Linked DNA regions of Mus musculus: all the other regions are linked to region 1. The links are chromatin contacts, called in public targeted proximity ligation maps. All regions are on one chromosome and are shown on one strand. The core of a region is the stretch at or near the end of the contact, and the rest is flanking DNA. Distances in the headings are between cores, read along the strand shown. Region 1 overlaps Gm29863 (a long non-coding RNA gene). Region 2 has its middle 61 kb from the start of Gm36774. Region 3 has its middle 24 kb from the start of Gm36774. Region 4 has its middle 6.7 kb from the start of Gm36914.

The links.
Region 2: a targeted proximity ligation map of memory CD8 T cells shows a contact between it and region 1, with 4 times the contacts expected there. A contact is called at or near these places in 3 of 484 Hi-C or Micro-C datasets (liver, natural killer cells and nephron progenitors), 7 of 130 datasets of targeted methods (the SCID.adh cell line, bone marrow-derived macrophages, embryonic stem cells and 3 more) and 1 of 9 other capture datasets (embryonic stem cells).
Region 3: a contact with region 1 is called in a targeted proximity ligation map of memory CD8 T cells, with 140 read pairs. A contact is called at or near these places in 13 of 484 Hi-C or Micro-C datasets (the G1E-ER4 cell line, LSK cells, common lymphoid progenitors and 5 more) and 6 of 130 datasets of targeted methods (bone marrow-derived macrophages, effector CD8 T cells, large pre-B cells and 2 more).
Region 4: a targeted proximity ligation map of the SCID.adh cell line shows a contact between it and region 1, with 27 read pairs. A contact is called at or near these places in 43 of 484 Hi-C or Micro-C datasets (the 63-12 cell line, B cells, the Ba/F3 cell line and 27 more), 21 of 130 datasets of targeted methods (the 230-238 cell line, CD8 T cells, DN3 thymocytes and 13 more) and 1 of 9 other capture datasets (embryonic stem cells).

Annotation. Positions count from the first base shown.
Region 1 is chr19:33,100,172-33,102,999 of GRCm38.p6, reverse strand. It overlaps Gm29863 (a long non-coding RNA gene), which reads right to left. Exons shown (of 5, transcript XR_386659.2): 4 at 2,131-2,267; 5 at 839-1,248. Among named protein-coding and RNA genes, the nearest start is that of Gm29863, 16 kb to the right of the region's middle.
Region 2 is chr19:32,868,061-32,870,888 of GRCm38.p6, reverse strand. No RefSeq gene overlaps it. Among named protein-coding and RNA genes, the nearest start is that of Gm36774, 61 kb to the left of the region's middle.
Region 3 is chr19:32,904,636-32,907,463 of GRCm38.p6, reverse strand. No RefSeq gene overlaps it. Among named protein-coding and RNA genes, the nearest start is that of Gm36774, 24 kb to the left of the region's middle.
Region 4 is chr19:32,952,042-32,954,869 of GRCm38.p6, reverse strand. No RefSeq gene overlaps it. Among named protein-coding and RNA genes, the nearest start is that of Gm36914, 6.7 kb to the left of the region's middle.

The DNA of each region.
Region 1 (2,828 bases), core at 225-2,724:
GCGCATGCTTATTTATGGTGCAGCACTTCACTGGGTGACACTTCACAGGCTGCACACTGGCGAGCTGGAGAGCTTTGAAGAAAAATAATGAGCTGAGAGGTTCATGACATGCTATTAAGAAGTTTGTGATTGGACTTGGGAAATCAGATGGATCTCCAAGGAAAAGGGACCATATCTGAACCATTGCATTTAGAATATTTTTGAGTCCCGGAGCAGCTATTTATGAGAAGGGAGAGTTGTTTTTTGTCTCAATTCCAGGTTCTGACTTATGTGTAGTGAAGAAGCCGCTTTGCACAGCAGACCTGAAGTCCCTGAAATATCCATGACGTCACCTTTTTTCTACTGATCTCCCTTTGACTGCACAGAGGCATGCTATTAGCTTTGTGCTGTTTGAGCTAAATTCTCCCACATGTAGCTAGCAATCCAGCCAAAACAATGTCAGCAGGAAATTTCACACTGGATGCTCAAGGTAGTCCCAGCTCAGGGAGATGGAAAGATCAGGTTCGGATGCTTGGTTTTGCTAAGGATCAGGACAGAAAGAAAAGGCATCCAAGGTGGGATGCAGGGCTGCCTAGAATATGCAGCTTCCTGTCTTCCAGGCAGTGAGTGGTACACTGTCACCCTGTATTCCCAGGGCTTATGTGACATATGTGAATACAGAAAGCACTCAGCTCCATTTCTGGTGGTGAACCTAGGAGACCTTGCTCCTAAATGACAGAGGAGCCATTTTAAGATATGATATCATAAAAGATAATAATATCTGAAAGGGGGAAATGCATGCACCCAGGGTAACACATAAGTAGGCGAGCACAGGATGAATTTGTGGTTAAACCATTTATTCCATTGCAGATGACAATTTAACTCTTTGGAGCCCAGAGTTCCCCCTATGCTCATGCGTCGTGAAGAGATGATTACGTAATCTGCACTGCAGGTTGAATTGGGAACATCTGGGGACAGTTGTAGGGAGCTAGCCATGATCCTGAAGCTCAGACTAAGATCACTGGCCTCCAGTTCTCTCTGCCAGCCCCATGGTAACAGGAAGGCATAACCCTTGCCCCCAGATCTATTGAACCGAGCAAACAGTGGGGCTGAGCACTCGCATTGTGAACGACTATTTGGAGAAAAGATGGGGTGGGGATTGAAATGTTCTGCTAATCAAAGGCACCAACTGTTGCTGCTTCTCCGGCTTTCTTCAGAAACATCACACGGGTGATGGTACGTTTTTTTCAAGCCTGCGCCAGCCCAGCTCTAAAATGGAAAAGTATTCGTTTCATATGAGCAAATGTTTTCTTCTTTTTTGCTTCTCTCTCTCTCTCTCTCTCTCTCTCTCTCTCTCTCTCTCTCTCTCTCTCCCTTCCTCTCTCCCTCCCTCTCTCTCTCCCTCTCTCTCTCCCTCTCTCTCTCCCCACTGTGGGAAAACGAACTTACTTTCAGTTACGCCTGACATCTGACCACTATACTGATCACGAGGACACTGTGGTAAACCACAGGCCCACTTGAAAATATCTCTCTTAGGCACAGTTCCTGTGCTTTAGAGGGCACCATCCCTGGCTTTTGGTTGTGGCCCTGACTCTCGGCTCTGGCGTCCTCCATAGGAGTTCCATTTTCTCTTTCTTCCTCTACTGACAATGAGTGGTCTCATCCCCACATCTTCCAAATGAGCCAATTCACAAAATAAGTAAAATGTAAAAATGGTGCCTTTTTTTTTCCTATCCAAAGCCTCAAACAGAGCTCTGACTGTACACTGCACCCTTCTAAAAATGAAACAAGGCATGAAAACTTAAAGATAGGCTCAGGAGAAGGCTTGGTGGGTAGGAACACTTATTTCCTGAATGTGAGGATCTGAGTTCAGATCTCCAGCACACACATAAAAAACTGAATGTACCCAAGTGGGCCTGTAATTCCAGCACTGAGGCAGGGAAGACAGAGACAAGAGAGAGAATTACAGTGGCTTTTTAGCCCACGGCCTAGGCAAAAAACAAAATCGGCACTGGTTCAGTGAGAGAGTCTACTTCAGGGGTATAAGGCAGTCAGCAATAGAGGGAGATGCATGTATGCACAGATGCAAGCAAGTGAGTGTGTGTGTGTGTGTGTGTGTGTGTGTGTGTGTTTGTACCCGCACACACTTACAAGGCGGTAGAGGGTGGGTGGTGGTATCTTGATTAATAATGAGATGACCAGCCAGGATTTATTCATACTCCTTCTGTCTGAATCATCTTGTTTCTTGTAGCTGTTTTACACTTCCAGGATCTTGCCATCTGCCCACTCTACAGAAATACAGGAAAGCATTTTAAAAACAATGGCTTGGGGGGGGGGGGAGATCTGGGGATCCGAAAACCTATCTTTCTTTCTTTCACCCCACTGCTTACTGCTGCTTTCCTGAGAATGCAGTGCTGTTCCTGCTGCACCGGACTTGCCTCTTAACAACCTTCCTTCTGCCCCTCACAGCTCACATCTGGAGCCTGAGGAGAAAGAACAGATGTGGCTGCCCCCTTGCCTAAGTGGGAGGGGGGAGGACACCCTGGGTAGTTTGTCCTGCTTGGATCTAATATGTGTCACTGGAATATAGGTCAGCATTTTGATGGATAGGTTGAAACAGGCCAGAGGCAAAGATACCCCCGGGTTCACCCCACTCCACTCTACTGTCTTCTCCCCCAAAGCAAGTTAAGCCCCCAATGGCCTCAAGAGACATGCACAGCAGATGGAGCTGGTCTTCATGTCTTTACATTCTGCACACTAATTCTGTAGAAATCTAGAGCTAAGCTAAGGCTTTATCAGTCTGGGCTTGGGCCAAGCTTCAGGCTGAAGTTCAGCTGGCCTGGCCGGAC
Region 2 (2,828 bases), core at 94-2,593, 230 kb after region 1:
TGCCTCTGCCTCCTGAGTGCTGGGATTAAAGGCATACACCACCTTAGCCCAGCAATAATTCCACTTTCAAAGGTGATTAAGGGATAGTCAATAGAGGGCTTGTCTATGAATGTCCAGGAAGTAAGAAAGTCTGTTCTTCCACTGAGTTTTAAAGATCAAGGTCACTGAGGAGAGGAAAAACTGGAAGCAGGAAGTGAGAGATGAGAAAACATTGCCAGCCTTAGCAGCCTCAGAGAGCTCTTGGGGTTGGGAGGGGGGCTGGGGGGGGCTGGAGGGGGCTGGGGGGGGTTGGGGTGAAGAACTGAGCTGCTGAGCTGACTGAAATTTAATTTTCATTACACAAAGGAATGAGAGCTCAATCAGCTATTTTGTTGATACGTAGACACCATTGGTTATAAAATGCATCATTAATTTGTGTCCCACTAAGAAAGAAGTTATGTCTCAAATTAATCTATGAAAGAGTCCATTCTCAGCCCTTAAAATTTTTATTTTATTTTTGCTGAAAATCTCTGTAGACTTTTGGGGACATAGATTTTTATTACATGTCCCTGAAATGCGTATATAAAAGGGAAACTAAACTGATTGAGAAATTCATGACATCAGTTCATGCAGATTGTGTTCTAAATTTACTTTCCTCCACACTCATTATGATGAGACAAGATTATAAATTCTATACAATAATCCAACTTCCCCCCTCCAGGTGGGAGATAAAATGTTCCTCCCCCATCCTTATTATTGGATCCAGATTTCCTTCCACATTGTTATCATCCATCCTAAAAGGACTAGTATGTGTGCAGTTTTGATTGGGACTCTTGTTTACCTCAGTATCCAAGGGCCCTGCAGCCTCCTACACTCACATGAAGACCATGGCTTAGAAGCTACTCCTGGAAACAACCGCAACAATATGTTTGCTTTCCAAATACTGTATGTATATCCCTTTCTCTTCCTGGTCTTTTTGCACGTTGCTAATGAAACTTTTTTTAAATGCATTTTTATTTATGCATGTGCCTCACACATGGGCAGGTGCTGAAGCCACCAGAAAGAGGGCTTTCAATTCCTCTTGAACTAAAGTTTACACATACATAGACAATACCAAATATGTTAGTATTGCTCGTAGGATGAGTAATAACTCCAAAATTTCCTCAATAAACGCCTGCATCCAGAGATATTGACCCTTATATTGGACTTAATTCAATGTGGCAATTTGAAGTGAAAAAAAAATAAAATTGCTTTTCCTACACACCTGAGCTCACAGAATGGAATTCTGCCTATTACACCGGTTGGGCTCTCTAGACCACAACGGGGAGCAGTTTGTGCTGTTGAAAGGCATCCAACTGAGAGTTTCGCAAGCAGTCTGCCACAGGATAAGATCAAGTGTGGTCTCCCCATGTCTGCAGGAGTTGGTTAAGCAGGAACAGTGCCCTTTGAGCTGTTGACGTGAATAGTCTTCACACAGGAAGTATCACAGAGTCCATTTTTCTGTCCCTTCAGAGAAGACATTTCAAACTGGCCATCGCTCCGTCTTCTACAAAAAAGCAATCATAACCTCTTCAGGATGTAGCTAAGCACGGGATAAAACAACAAGACAGGAAACCTTGAGGGAGGGGGGTGTAGACATGAGGTTAACAGCTCAGCCTTAGAGTCCAATTGATATGAGCTTGAGTCCCAGATCTGCATTTGCATATTTTATGAGAAGTCCCTTGATGTCTGCTTGACAGAAACTAGGTAAAAATCATTTCTTCTCCTAGTTGTATGAGAAAGTCCTTCCTAGATTCCTAGCATTTACGTGGAACCGTGGAATTGATTTCTGGTCGATGACTTCCAGCATTTAGATGGAGCCATAAAATGGATTTCTGGTCGGTAGGGGGAGGGGCAGAGTCTTGGACCTTAAGCTTCTCAGTGATTCCCCCATATCCTCTCTCTTTTGTTTTGCCAGGTGACACAAGATTCAGGTGACCTCCAGGAGTATTCTGAGACCCTAGACTACGATGATGCGTCCTTGCCTGAATCTCTGAATGACCCCACACTGAAAAACAACCTTGACAGTGTCCACTAGAAACAACGAAAGCCTTGAGTGTCACAGCAGGTGTCCCGAGGTTTGCTCCCTCCTATAGGGCAAAGGTTTCATTGATTACTTAAGGGAGTTGCCAGGATGCGTTCCCTATGTAAAATACTAAAAAAAAAAAAAAAAAAAAAAAAAAATCAGTGGCTATCTTCTTATTGTTGATAAAGAACCCAGAAACAGTTGACATAAGCAGACAGCTTCTTACAGCTTATATTAGAGCAATGCTTCTCACCCTTCCTAATCCTGGTGACCCTTTAATACAGTTCCTCATGTTGTAGTGACCCGCAATCATAAAATTATTTCATTACTACTTCATAGCTGTAATTTTTTGCTACTGTTATGAATCAGGATGTAAATATCTGATATGCAGGATAGCTGATATTCAACCCCAAGGGGGTCGCAACTCACTGGTTGAAAACAATTTATTAGAGGGTGGATACTTTATACATACCAACTGATTCATACTGTTTGTATTGCAATGTTTGAGCCATCATGTTTTCTGACACTTAGAAAAGTCCACAACCAGTTATACAGACCCTGATAGAAAGGAATGACTTCCTATCATCACCATCAGAATTCTTTTTTTTTAAATTTATTTATTATATGTAAGTACACTGTAGCTGTTTTCAGACACTCCAGAAGAGAGAGTTAGATCTCGTTAAGGATGGTTGTGAGCCACCATGTGGTTGCTGGGATTTGAACTCCGGACCTTCAGAAAAGCAGTCGGGTGCTCTTACCCACTGAGCCATCTCACCAGCTCCCA
Region 3 (2,828 bases), core at 209-2,708, 200 kb after region 1:
AGAAATACTGCTGGCTTTAAAGATGAGAGAGGCAAGCAGCTTCTGACCCTGGGAAAGGCCAAGGACAGATGTTTTCCTTGAACCTGGGGAAGGATCGCTGTACAAGCTTTCCACAACTATGCCTGCTACGTCCTCCTCAGGCTGCGGGTTGGGCTGACAGTCACTAACACTGGAAGAGGCCCCTCTGCCTCAACTGAGATGAGAGCAATACCTTGCCATGGAGGGGAAGGAGACACCAACATATCTCGCATCCATCCATTGTCCCTTGCTCCTCGTGTGTAGGCAGGTCAGTTGGAGGTCCCTTCTGTTTCTGCAAAAATAGCCAATGCAGTTAGTAACTACCAGGGCATATTCCTTCTCAGCTCAAAACCTTCCAGAGGCTCCCCAGCTCGCTCCCAAAACAGCCTGAAAGACTTCCTCTGTTCTCAAGTCTTCAGGGCACAGCTGACCCCATTTCCCCTCTGCCTGTCTCCTTCCTCTCTGACCCTTGCTGACTGTGTTCCAAGTCTACTAGCTGCCCTGCTGTTCTATGCACGCTAGGGGTTCAAGGCTCGGGACACTTGCATTTGGTTTTTTTTTTCCCCACCTAAAACCCTCTTCCCTTGCATCCAATAGCTTGCTTCCTCCCTCAGCACCTTCAGATCTTCCTAACAATCCTATTGAAATAGTGGTTGTCTCCCCCACCCAAAACACCAGAGCAATTTCCTCTTCTATCATGAAGCATACTTAATTTTTTTTCCCCTACAAGGTGCTGTCTCTTTAGGAATGTTCATAAGGGTTCTTTATGAAGGATATATTAGGTTGTTTGATAAATATTTGTCGAGTGAGCAAATCAGTGTATGATCAAGCTATAATCAAGAACTGAATCTCATTACTGCCTCTCCGTTAATGACCCATCCATTCAGTTACAAACGGGAAATGAAAGTCAGTGAGGTGTCTGGTGTTAAACAATGAAGCTGCAGGTAAGATCAATTTTTTAATTGGCCTTGCTGAGTCCAGACAAGCCAAAGGAGTAGAAACTCAAAGTTCTCGGCATCCAGCCCTGTCTCCTAGACAAAGAACCCAGAAAGGGTTGCTTTTCTGAAACCCGAGCCTTTCTGGTTTCAGCCAGAGTCTAAAAACCATAAGAACAGTTTGTCTCTTCAGTACTTCCGCTTCCAGGCAAAGGAAAGAGCAGGAAGTGCAGGGGCGTGTGAAAATTGAGAAGAAGAAAAAAAAGAAGAAGAAGAATTAAAGCCATTACATGTAAAGGCACAGAGACTTCCTCTGTCCTACCACACTGTGCTTTAGCAGCCAGGCTGGGGAAGCCATTCTCAGGTAAAGGGAAAGCCAGAATGTGACTGCTAGTTCTCTATTGTCCGGCACAGACTTATTCAGAGATAGTTGAGAGTGTGGCAAAAGATAGACCGGGTGCCCGGCCGTGTGAGTTTACCATTCACAACAGTCTAACATTACAAGGTCAACCTAGTTCATATCTTATCTACTCAGTGTTTGCTCTGGGCAGGCTGACTTTCCAGCATGCCCCCGGGAGGTATCTTAGATTATAAGAAATTGTACATAGAATTTAAGTAATCTTTAGAGTCGAGCCAACCAAGGTTCCAGTCTTGACGCTGCCACAATTAGTAGCTGAATGCCAGCTGCCTACAGGAAGGACTGTGTTTATCTCGTTTCCCATTGTATCCAGCATTGCTCACACCATGCCTTGCATGCTCAGTAACCCTCCTCCTAGAAGAAAATCAATGTTAGGAACTTCAGTTTCTTCGTTAGTAAAAGGAGACTATAAAACCCAGCTCATGAAGCTGTCTGAGGACCTCAGATGAGGTGCCCCGCCTATCCAGGGCCTGCTACAGGACAGCATTTGCTTAAGGTAAACTGTCATTTTGGTGACTGTGGTGGTTGGCCAAAGCTTTATTCCACCTGGAATTTCAGACTCTGCCCTGACCTGAAGAGTTGGGTCTTGGCGTGATCCTGTTCTCTAGAAAAGTCCTGCTCCACTTCTGTCAGAAATCCTGGAAAAGGGAAGAATGACCTCCGCATCGCAGCTGCTGGGTGATTGGCAGCCAAAGGGAATCAGGACTAAGCCCAGCCAGGTCTCACTTGTCACGGGGAGAGGAAGGAGAAAGCACTCACTAGCCAACCCCAATAAGTGCCTGGTGAAAACCAAGGGCAGGCAGCTGGATTGGTTTCCTACTTTTTTCTCTGTTATAGTCTCACAGCCAGAGAAAGTATGGGGTGTCTTTTCCTTAACTGCGAGAAGCCCAGTTAAGTCTCCCTCCCCGCTCTTCTGAATCAGCCTGGTTCAGCAGTAGGCCTAAGAAGCCATCTGTCAATGCTTAGGGATTAAAGAAAGAAATGAATACCTAGGACCTTCCCAGAATCTCCAAACCCCCAGGAATTCTTAACACTTTTGCTTTGGGGGTTCAGTTCACAATCAAATCGGTTAAGAGGTCTGGCTCTATGTTTCATGCTGAACTATCCCTTCTTGCCTTTACTAATATCTCTCACTGTCATAATTCAATATGGGAGATCCTTCCCGGAAATAAAGGCACAGAGCCTCAAACTTGATGCTGACGATGTTTGCAAAAGGGTTCTGTTGGTCGAGCCATGAGCAGCCGTGTTGTCAATAATCATTTCAGAAGCATCTGCAGATAATAGTGGGTGTGCCGTGAGCCACTGTGGTGGAAAGGGGAGACTATCCTCTCAAAGAAACAGAGAATGCAATGACTCAGCCGGTCTCAAGCCACAGCCACCGTTACTGACTTAGTCATTCATGTTGTCTTTGTCTTATTTTTAGACACCTAGCTTTAAATTAACCGCTCTGATAAACA
Region 4 (2,828 bases), core at 105-2,604, 150 kb after region 1:
ATGTCAGGGGTCAGAGATGAAACAGACAGGACAGCCTGACTGTCCTGGACTTCATACGAACAGCTTCTGAGCAAGGTGCAAGAACGAGGTTGTGTCAGATCCTGCCAAGAGGGTGATGCCTGAAGTAAAAGATCCAGGATGAGAAGGGGTTGGGATAGGGACTGCTTAGTAGCCTGTGGCTGATGAAGGAAGCAGAATGGGAGCAGTGGGTCAAAGCCAACCTAGAGAAACTGCTGGAGAAGACACCTGGAACGGAATGGCCAGTGGATGAAGCTGGGGATGCAGGCCAGCAGGAGGGCCATCAGCTCCCATGGGCCCTGAAAGCCACAACGGGCAGTCATCAGATGCATCAGGAGCCTCCCTCCATGAGCAGAAGGAAGCCATTCCTTCAAGAAGGCAGAAGAAGCAATGCATACTGAAAAAGTCCACCAGAGGGCTCTGTAGGGAGAGTCCCACCCTCTCCTCTCTCCTCCCACAGCTGACACTTCTCCTGTTGGAACATAGAAGCATTGTTTCCCTCTGAACAAAAGCGTCTTTAGCAAACAACCACTGTACTTTAATGAAAGGAAAAGAACCAATAGCCACCAGTACAATAGAGGAGCCCAGATGAAAGACGAAGCTGCCATCCTGATGGTTTAGCAGAGAGTGTATCACCCCTAAGCTCCCCAGATCCCCCATCTGCAAAGCCTATGCTCAGCCCAACTGACATGGTCACCCTCCTTTCCAAGGAGGCAATCTGAGGTAGTTGCCCAGACTACAGGCCAAATGCCAGCTCTTCAAGGGGGCACACTAGCCCAGAAAGCAATGGCTTTAGGTGATTAAAAAAACAAACAAACAAAAACCTTATAGGATGCTGTGGTGTGAACGTAGGAGTGGGAGAGTGGGAGGTGAAGTGAAAGAGCAACAGGGTTTTCTATTTTTGGCCAAGACTGTCTTGTAGGAATTACACTTATTATATTTAAGCATCATTAAATAGAGACAAGAATCGTTCCTGCCTAGCACACCCTAGAAATGTGTGATCACAAAGGAGGAGATTGGCTGAGGTCAGAAGGAAAGGGTTGGAGAACTACTCAGTGTATCAGCTACGTTTTCGAGAGACCTACAGAGCCTGCGAGGACACTCCCAGGAATGAGAGGCAGGAAGGGTTATCCTCTATCTTCAAAGTATTTGAAGCTCTCGTTGGCCTGGGATGCTCTAGCCTGCTAGAGTTCTTTTCCATCTGCTGGAATTAGCCGGTTCTCCTAGGTACTCAAATCATAAACAGAGATTACGAACTAAAAGGGGAACTTGGTGAACTCCAGCCCAAGTGTCATCAACATCCTATGTCCTCCACCTGCTGCTTCCTCCCAGCCACGGAGCCTGACACCTGCCCAGCCCTCAGCAAATGCTTATATGAAGTTTGACAAGGAAACAGGAAGCGCAGCACAGGAAGCCATGGAGCTCAGAGAACAGTGTGTGCAGGGAGAGAGCCAGAGGGAAAGGCAGTGAATGAGAGCTCTCTGAGCTGCATCTGCGCACACAGACACCCCCCCTCCCCCACCCCCATACACTCAACCGCCATTAAGGACACTCTGTTAAACGGATTGGTTCTTTCCTCTCGAATGAGGTAGGAGTCAGAATCTTAGTCCCTTTTGCCTCAAATCCCTCCCCTTTTCCTAGATGGTGCCTGCAACCTCTGAGGACCTCAAATTACAAATTTCAAAACACAGGTTCCAAAGTTCCAAGCACACCTGTTCACAGGAAGCCAGCGATGGGTGGAGCCTTGGCAGGTTCTAACACCTGAGCTTGAGGAGGTCTCTGTCTGTGGAAAGGTTAGGAAGAACCCTTGACTCTGAGAGCAACTGGGCAAAAGCTTGAGTGGACCCTGTCCTGTGAGGCAGAAGGATGCACTTCGGGAGACTGTGTTCTGGCTCACCTTTGTATCAGCTTCGCTCACCAGAACTAAAGCTTGGACCTCCCTTAGAGCTGCTCTCCACAGCTGGAGCACGCTATGAGCAGGTCGTGAAGCACGGAATCAGAACAGCTGTTCTTATGCTTTTTTTTAGCATCTTGTGTTAACCATGCTGTGACTAGAGTTTAAAGACTCGCGGCAGGGCAGGGATAGGCAAGGGTGAATAGTGAAGAAATATGGGGATACGTATTATCATGGTAAGAAGCATGGCAGCACAAAGGTAGACGTGCTGCTGGAGAAGTAGCTGAGAATTCTACATCTGAATTGGCAGGCAGCAGAAAGAGAATGAGTCACAATACACTGAGCCTGGTTTCAGCATCCAAAACCTCAAAGCCTGCCCCTAATGACACACTTCCTTCAACATGGCCACACCTCCTAATAGTATCATTCCCTATGGGGCTATGGGGGCCATTTTAATTTAAAACATCACACTTACCTCTGTTACTATCTCAGGATAATTGATAGTAATCATGATAATAATGATTGCCACCCTAGTAGGTATGAAATGGTACCTCATTGTGCCTTTGACTTACATTTCTCAGATAGCTCAATGTTGAGTCTTGACCATTTGTGTATATAAGAGGGGATTAATCCATAGTCTCCTGATGCTGCACAGGCAGTCTTGAAATCACACTCCTCCTGCCTCAGCCCCCTCTGAGTGCTGGGATTATAGGTATGTGACACCACACTCAGCTTCATTTGTACATTTTTCAGGAGAAATATTTACTATAATGGTTCGGCCGGTTTTAATTGGTTATTGTCCTTCAATGTTGTATTAAAGGTTCTTGACTTATTCTGAGTACTAGACTTCTCTCAGATAATTAGATTGGCAGATATTATCTCCCATGCTATGAGTCTGCACTTTCTTGACAGTCCC